2 separate regions of the Zea mays genome follow, and region 2 is linked to region 1. The links are chromatin contacts, called in public Hi-C maps. All regions are on one chromosome and are shown on one strand. Each heading gives the region's core, a stretch centred on a gene start, on an enhancer-like site or on the middle of the called end of the contact. The rest is flanking DNA. Distances are from core to core; before and after follow the strand shown.

Region 1 (4,395 bases), core at 1,286-3,785:
GTCTCGGGAGCACGGCAAGCCGTTGGTGATCTGAGCCAGGGATCCACCGACTTCACTTGGGTGTTCAGTGCTTGAGCAAAATCAGGCAGCAGGTTCCAAGGGAGAAGCAAGTTCTAGCGATGGAGCTGGTGTCCTGCTCAGCTTGTTCCTGTTCGTGCTCCTGGACATGGCGGCGATCGCGGCGTCGGGAATGCGGCGCTCACGGAGCTCTCTATTGTTAGGGGTTCCCCTACTTCAGAGGCTTCATTTTGGGAGATGGGCTCAGAAGGATCTTGTTCCCTAGCCTCGTGGTGACGCCGGATGTTACCACGCCTGTTCCGACGTCGGCGTGTCTCACACTGCGGGGGCTCCTCCCCCAGTACAGTGGGCTCATCGGCAAAGAGGGGCACACCCTCTACTCTTCCCTAGATAAAGAGGACATCCTGGAAGAAAGAGCTTGGTGCGGCATCTCGTGCTCCGGCCATCTCACATAAGAGCGGAGTGGTCGGAACAATCGTCGATCATGTTCTCGTGGCTACATCAGTGCTGGGGTTATCCGCTTCTTTTCACCAAGTGATCCGAGTACATGACTGAGTGGGTGACGTGGACAAAGGGGTCTACCGTGACAGAGGTGCAACCTTAATCGACCGAGCCATAGGTGCCACAATGGTCCTAGGCCCAACCGACACTGGTGCAAATCTGCGCAGGGTGGAAGCCTGTCGAGATCCTCACTCCTTAGAGTTCGTTGGCACAGTTCTTGCTGGAGTTGGGCGAGGCAAGCCTGCTCCCGCATTTGGCACCATCAGAAAAGATCTTTTCCTGAATGAGTCCGCAATGTGGTGCAGGGTGCCTTCCTGATCTACAATGCATGAGAGGGATCCAAAGAAGAAGATCTCCGCAACATTGAAGGTGACCGGGATGTTGAAGACAATAGCCATGGAGTCGTCATAGATCAACATCATAGCCCCTACCTGGCTCGCCAGCTTCAGTGTTTGTGACCCAACCGCGCAGCACGGGGTTACACACATGATGCTTTCAAGTAGGACGATATCGTTGACTACAACTCTATGGTACGTGTAGGAGCACTTCGGATTTGCACAGGGACTTATACAGGTTCGGGCCACTTGAATGCGTAACACCCCACTTCTTGTTGAGGCTGGGTATTGGAATTGCTCTAGAGTATATGGATTACAAATCAGCTGCGATGGTGCTCAGAGATCGCGGATGAGGGCTAGTGTGTGATGTGATGAGATGAGATGATTTTTGTAGGGGTCCCCCTTTGGCCTTATATATGACCAGAGGGTTATCCTTTTACAAGGTGTGACCACTATCTACTCTACATATCTCTTCCTTTATCGTGGCATGTAGTCCTGCTTATCCGGAGTTTAATTGCTTCATCAGCTGAGTTAACGCCGAGTGTTTAGTCGGATCGTGAGGGTCATATTCCGCCAGCTCGAAATTATCTCCACTCACCGAAAGATCGGGCACTTCAGCCTTATCAGACACTGCACTCGCGCTCGGGGACCTCACGCGAAGGCGGCAAAGTGCTCACAATCGACAACTAATATGCGTACATAACGATCCCCCCGATGCATTCTCATTGATATTGCGATAACTAGTGCATCTCGCCATAAAAACACTTCAGTACGAGAAAGCACCAAGATGTAACGAATAAGAACAACACCGCCTGATTACAAGTCACGATCAGGGTGTCGTGGCACTTACCCGTGGAGAACCCTGAAACAGGGGTGGCAATGTGCCAAAGCTTTCGGTCGCAACCTGTCAATATTTACGATTACCCTAGTAAGTGTTTACATATACATATTTAACAGATGAGCTCTATCTTCCTACTCTTAAGCTAACTTATCATCACACAATTTGTGGATGCTTATCTCGGAACGCTCCCGCGCGGGGACACGTCCTTCTGCTCCTTCGGACCGCTTTTTGTGGCCCATCCTGTGTTGCAGACTGTCACGGGCTCGACTTAAATCCGGTGATAAATGAATCTTCCTGAGTCTGCCTTCATTTTTATTGGAGGAGCAATCGAAGATAATTATAGCATGTATGGCGCTCCACAACTTTATTAGGGAAATGTGATTCATGATTGAGACTTCGATAATGTGGACACCGATATGCATGTTCATGAGGTAGGAGTAGGAGAGAGTAGTAGCAGACCTGCAAATAAGTTAGACACGAGTGCATTTAGAGATTCTATTAATACAGTGTTAGTTTCATGATATCCACATGTTATGAGCATTGTTGTAATGGAGAACCTATTGACACATTTCTAATTGCTAGCAAGTTAGTTTAATGTACGTTGTTTTATTGTTTCATCAATAGAATCTAATCAGCCATCTTCTGCCTATTCAAATATTTAGATTCTAACTACCAGTTTCTCACTACAACTATATTATCAAGCATTCAGTTTTTTACTATAATTTTTCTCTACATCCAACTTCTCCTCGTAGTCATCTTTTCAGAAAAGTTTCTTAGACCCACAAGCTAGAGCCAGCCAGCCGCTCAGCCCCAGCCCTCGGAAACCCATCGCAAATTCGCAAACTAACCCCAAACCCCAATCCACCCCATCCCCTCCTCATCCACTCCGGGCGGCCATGGCCTGCTCCTTCTCCGCCGCCATCACCGTCTCTTCCGCCCCTACCCCGGCCGCCAGACCCCTCGCTGCTGCCACGCAGTCCGTCTGCATCGCTCGCTCCGCGGTCGCCACCACTGCCAGGCCGCTCCGCCTCGCCGCCTCAAGGTCCGCGCGGGCTACCAGACTCGTTGCCCGCGCCAGCGTAGTCGTAAGTTCTCCTCGCGTCTTGACTCGCCTTAACGTACTACGGGATTGCTTCTCACCCCCTCCTAGTTTGCGCACTCACGGCTCGCCCCCTTGTGCCTGTGCTCCGTAAGGATGACTTGCCGCTGGTCGGGAACAAGGCGCCAGACTTCGAAGCCGAGGCTGTGTTCGACCAGGAGTTCATCAACGTAAGTGGACCTCTCTCTCTCTCTCTCTCTCTCTCTCTCTCGCGCGCGCGCGCGCAATCTCGCTTGGTTTATGCTGTGGAAGCAGAAATCTAAAATGTTTCATGCGCTCAAATTGCTCATAATACCCGTTTATGTTACCGGCGATGACATTGTTCTGTGTGCTTTTGCAGGTGAAGCTCTCTGATTACATTGGGAAGAAGTACGTCATTCTGTTCTTCTACCCCTTGGATTTCACCTTCGTCTGCCCGACCGGTGAGGATAAAACACTTGCATTAGTATCAAGAAGATTCATTTGTAGTGGTCTGATGAACGAACACATGATGCTTGCAGAGATTACTGCGTTTAGTGACAGATACGAGGAATTTGAGAAGTTGAACACTGAGGTTCTTGGTGTTTCCATTGACAGTGTGGTATGAAATAATGCCTTGGTATTCCATGATATGATAGCATCTATCAGTATGAATCAGTTGTCAATTGTTCTTAAGGATAATGTAGTGTAGTTGTCATCCAATGCCTCTACTGTTTGTAGAGGTGGATGTTCTGTCATATGTCATAGTTACCTCTTGAAGTACATTTCATCAAATGTCATAGTTAGCTCTTGATGTACATTTTAGCTTTGATATATACTAACACAAAACGAAAAGAATAATTATGGTTGAACTGCTCCTATAATGAGAATTTTACATGCTACTGCTAGGTTATCTTGTATCCATGGTTCTTGAGCATAGTCACATTATTTCTAAAATCAATTCTGGAAAGTATGTTATGTGGAATTAGAAAAAGTAATATACAAATACATAATATTCTATACCAGCTTTACACTTGCCCGTCTCAATTTTTGGCAAAGTAGTAGGACCACACATGCTGCTTTTTCCTCGCATTGCCAATGTAACTATTAATAGAAAAATCCATCTACATGAACATAATAGCATTATCACTAGGGATGAAAATGATCAGAAATGGTACATTATAATATGGATTTTGAAAGCGGTTGGTACAAGACTTTCCCTTTTTTTAATAAAAAACTGAAAAACAGTTGTACTAAAATCACAAAACTGACAGCTTCCATGTTTTGATAGAACCAGAAATGGAATCATAAACTGATAATGATATCAGTTGATACAGTATTCTCCCATACTGCGTTCACCCCTAAGTGATACATCACTATCCCATATTCATTTTTGTTTTTAATGTTGGGACTAAACACACTCACATTACACTTGAGGCCTTAAATTCAACCTTTGTTGTCCCAAAGGAAATGTGTTCTAGCTGCATAGTCTTATTAAATTGAACTTTTCTTTTTTCTAAGGTACATTACAAAGCTTTGGAAAACTGTACTCCCTCCATTTGTAGATATATGATACCATTGACTTTTTACCCAAACTTTGGCCAGCAATATTGTTTAATTACATAGCTCAGTAAAGTGAAAAG
Region 2 (4,395 bases), core at 1,042-3,541, 490 kb after region 1:
AGTATTCAACTAAATAACCAGTGGTGGACGGTTGATCACATCGCCAAGCATGGGCTACCCGACCAGCCAGCTTGCGCTCTCTATGATCAGGCTGAGACTATCCGGCACGTACATCCTAATATCCTGTGTTTACCTGGCAAGTTTGGACTTTTGGTCTTCCAGAAACTTTCCATGACGGCTTCGGCACCTCCAATCGATGCAACAAGTTTCTTCAGATGGTGGGGGAACACCATCAGAAATACACCTAAGGAGATGCACAAGGGGCTGTATTCACTTATTATTCTGGTGGCCTAGGAACTATGGAAACTTAGGAATGCTTGTGTGTTTGAGGGCCTTTCTCCAAATATTCAGAGCCTTCTACAGAAGGTTGCTGATGAATGCAGTTCTTGGTGCAAGGCAGGTGCCTCTGACATCCAGGCCTGCTCCTAAGGTCGAATGAACAGAACCTATTTTCAATGACACATGCCTTTGTAGTTAACATTGTTTGTTTGGTGTGGATTTGGGTGGAGTTGTTCTCGCCTCACTCTTGTACTCCTTTTCCTCTTAATGAAATGACATACAACTCTCCTGTAGTTTGAGGAACATACTCCCTCCATCCTGAATTATAAGTCGTTCTAGCTTTTTTAGATACATAGTAAAAGTTATGTATCTAGACAGAAGTGTATATCCAGATGCATAACAAAATCTATGTACCCAGAAAAGCTAGAACGACTTATGATTTGGAATGGAGGGACTAGTAAATATCTTTTTGGTTATCTGGTATAATGATGTCCAGGCTCCAATTTGATTGTACAGAGTCTATGTAATGTATGCACCTTGGAAAAACAAGAATTCTGATTGACACATAACATAAACTTTGACAGTTTGACTGTTCAAAAATCTGGTGAGTAGTATTACAAAACTCAAGGAAGTTGTTGCTTTTACAATATTCAAGCATTGAGGGTTTACGAACTAACTTTTAAACACACCACACATATCCACATGATTTCGACTACTTATGCTGCCGCAATCATATGACAATAAATTCTACCTGGCATTGGTACTGGTCGTGGCATAAGTCAAAATTATCAGTGTTACACAAATTAGAAGCACGATTAGTTAATTTAATTTCTGCAAAGATGTAGAGTCTCATGTTCCTTTTCTGTCGGCAAGAGCCAAAGTTCACATCTGCCCTTTAATTCATACATTTCTAGCATTTTCACTAAGAATTCCAGTTTAGTAACGAGCAACAGTGCTATCGATTGGCAGAATCCACTACTTTCTGAACCAGAGAACATTTGAAGAAAGTACTTCAGATATTTCACTGACAAATTTAAGTTTACCTTTTAAATGACTTGTCTTGATCAGGATGGCCAAAAGCATCACAGGCATCAGCAGTTACATTGGCCACATTACCATTCACATCACTGCAGGCATCGATGGTCAGGTACTGCAAGGGGTTGCCGGGGACATTCTCAAGCACAGCATTTACCATGGAACTCTCTGAAGTTGTAAGCCTACTCTTCTGTCTTGGCGAATTCGGACCATAGAAACAGCTAGCCTCGACCACAGAACCACTTTCATCACCTTCGACTCCACCCAACAAGTCCTCAGCTTCACCACCTGAGTTTAGATCACATTCCTCGATTGGATAAATTGGGCTCTGGAATGTCGACAGCGCATCTAAGATGGCATCAGAATCGCTGCAGGCCCTTCTGAGAGGAGGGAGCTTGGGAGCTTTCCCAGAATCTTCAAGGAGATCATCCAGCCAGCACGGTGGTTCACCAATGAACGTATCCCCAGATGGAAACCTGCAGCTTTGCGTGAACATGCCGTCATCCCTTCGAGTGATCTGAGGACCCAGCGGTGGGCAGCGGGGTGGGAGGTGGGGTGACCGAGACATGGAGAGAAAATAGCCTCGTATCTTTGATGGCCTTCCACTTTTGGTTCTGCTAAGTAACTAGAGTCAATCGAGCATCCCTTGCGTTCTTCTTTTCATATATGGAAAAAACAGCAACTTTGGGTTAGATCCGAATATAAGTAGCCTGCATTAGGATTTTGGGAGGGTTAGGGGTGCTCGATTTCGCACAGCAGGAAGATTAGAAAAGGAAGTAGCTGACGTACCTGGAGGATGGTTGTATCGGTGAAAGAGCCCACGAAAACCTGGCGAAGGTTGGTGCCGGTTGCGCAGTCGGCGCCACGAAGTGAAAGGGTTCAGGGGTGTGAGTAGGGAGGGAGGAGAAAGGAAAGGAACGGGTGTGGTTCGGGTGAACCGTGAACGCAAGAGTCGCCAGACGCGGTTGATGAACGCAAACGCAACGGCCTTGAAGTTGGCGGCGGAATGAAATGGGCCTGTAGTCCTGGCTCATGGGCTGTCGGCTTCGCTGGTGGAATTTTGGGTGAAAATCCATCTGCATATAACCTCATTCTAACTATTGCATGGTCCACATTATCTTTTGGTTAAAAAATTGTATTTTTATAAACCATTTTAGAGCTAGTTTAGAAACTCCATTTTTCTAATGGATTTATATTTTCTCAAGAGAAAATAAACTAATTTTTTTGGGAAAATAAAAATCTCTTAGAAAAATGGTGCTCCCAAACTAGCCCTAAACTAATAAAACTATTAGATTTAGCATCTCCAAAAGTCTTTCTAAATTCTGCTATCTTTGGCTACCGAGAAACACAAAATAAAAGATGGCTATATTTGGATAACCATTTAAATAAGTTGTTAGATGTTATTTTTTACAAAAAATCTATTTATATCAATTAGCAAAAATATAGAGATCCTCTTAGAGTTGCTCTTAAAGTAGTTTAGGCTTTCATGACATCTAGGGCTTGAAAAACTTGAAACTCGTTAACTTTCTCAGATCGGCTCACTAGTGTCTTGGCTCGTTTGTATTTTTTAACGAGGTAAGCCAACACTCTAATTTGGTTTACTAATGACAAGCTTGGTCCAAATTGTGGGACAGGCGAGCCAAGTTATCATCCTAGACGCAAACACATGGACATGACCTAGTCGCCCACATCGTCAGCCCATTGCTCACGAGACCACAACACAAAGCAGTCCAATTAACAGTTTAACACCAAGCCCTACAACTATGACTTGTCCATTGTTGGAACTTGCTCTCCTGGGCAAGTTGATCCAACGGGGGAGTGGAAAGGATGCAAGTAAGGTTTAACTCGAGATGACGATTGCTCTGTTAATCCAGCCTCTCAAGGGCACTGTACGGGGGTATTTATAGGTGCCCGAGCGCTCAACGTCCCGATGTAAGGACGTTTATGCCCTCAGGCACCTGGATTATCCCCAGAATATTCCCATAAGGGAGGGTTACAGACTGTCATTACAGCAAAGCTATTATAAATCAGGCCCGTAACACGCTTGTCCGTGCGGGACCTGTTACAATGGGCCGAATCCCACGTGGGCCTCCAGGTCGGGTGAGGACGTGGGGGTGGAGAGACTTCGTCGTGGGCCTTCGTCTTGCAGTGAAGAGGATGAAGGGTGGGCCGCTCCGGTCATCTTGCCTCCGTTGGTGCAGCGAGTTGACGAAGGCCTAGAGCGAAGGGTAGCGTCTTTGCCTTCGCCCCAACATTTGCCCTCCGAGGGACCAGTTCGACTAAGTCATCTGGTGCCGAAGATGTCGCTAGATGGTGGAGATGCTGCCCTCGCTCGAAGTGGTTCCACGGGGGTTTTTGATGTGACCGTTGACGGACGTGGTACTGTTGGACTGTGGGCTTCCCGAAGCGTCGTGCCTTGTGTATAAAAGGGAGGCGGCGCGGCTCAGGCTCTCTTACCTTTCTGTGCGCCGCAAAACCCTAGCATTTTGAAACTGTTCGCCCGCTCGCCTGCCCTCCTTGCTCCTGTTCATCGGAGATCTGGTCCGCGTCAAGCAGACCGCGCGCCGCCACCGACGGTACGTAGCCATGCCGTCTTCTTCTTCATCCGCTGCGAATACGCCGTTGGGCGAATTGTCGTCCGAGGGTACCTTCAGTGATTTGGCGGCGGTGGAGCTGCACCTGGGCCACACGGTGGAATTCGACATCTCGAGGATCTCCTCGGTTCACGTGCAAGACATGCAGCAGTTGTGGTATTTTGGGAATGGAGTTGGACGAGTCCCGAGGGCGGAAGAGATTCCTGAGCCGGAGGGTGAGATAATTGTGTTCGAGGCATTTTTTACTGTCGGCCTTCGGTTACCTGCACATCGTTTTGTGGTGGAGGTGTTACGGAGGTATGGCATGCAGATCCATCATTTGACACCTAATGCCGTGGTGGCCCTGGCGAAGTATGTCTGGGCAGTGACTTCGTATGGCGGTCAGCCCTCCGTAGAGGTCTTCGCCAAGAATTATTGTTTGCACTGGCAGAAGAGAAAAGTTGGAAGCAAGATTGCATAGTTTGGATCATGCACCTTTACACCGAGG

What was found. A called contact is a pair of places that touch in the nucleus more often than the background predicts.
Region 2: a contact with region 1 is called in a Hi-C map of ear, with 4 times the contacts expected there. The contact joins the promoter of LOC100280215 here to the promoter of LOC100282595 in region 1. A contact is called at or near these places in 2 of 25 Hi-C or Micro-C datasets (ear and tassel).

The regions. Positions count from the first base shown.
Region 1 is chr4:114,746,362-114,750,756 of Zm-B73-REFERENCE-NAM-5.0, forward strand. LOC100282595 (2-cys peroxiredoxin BAS1) reads left to right here and starts at 2,536. Exons shown (of 7, transcript NM_001155503.1): 1 at 2,536-2,780; 2 at 2,890-2,964; 3 at 3,135-3,216; 4 at 3,295-3,374. The coding sequence starts at 2,592.
Region 2 is chr4:115,236,286-115,240,680 of Zm-B73-REFERENCE-NAM-5.0, forward strand. It overlaps LOC100280215 (putative bZIP transcription factor superfamily protein), which reads right to left and starts at 2,292. Exons shown (of 5, transcript NM_001153146.2): 1 at 2,104-2,292; 2 at 1,323-2,024. The coding sequence starts at 1,882.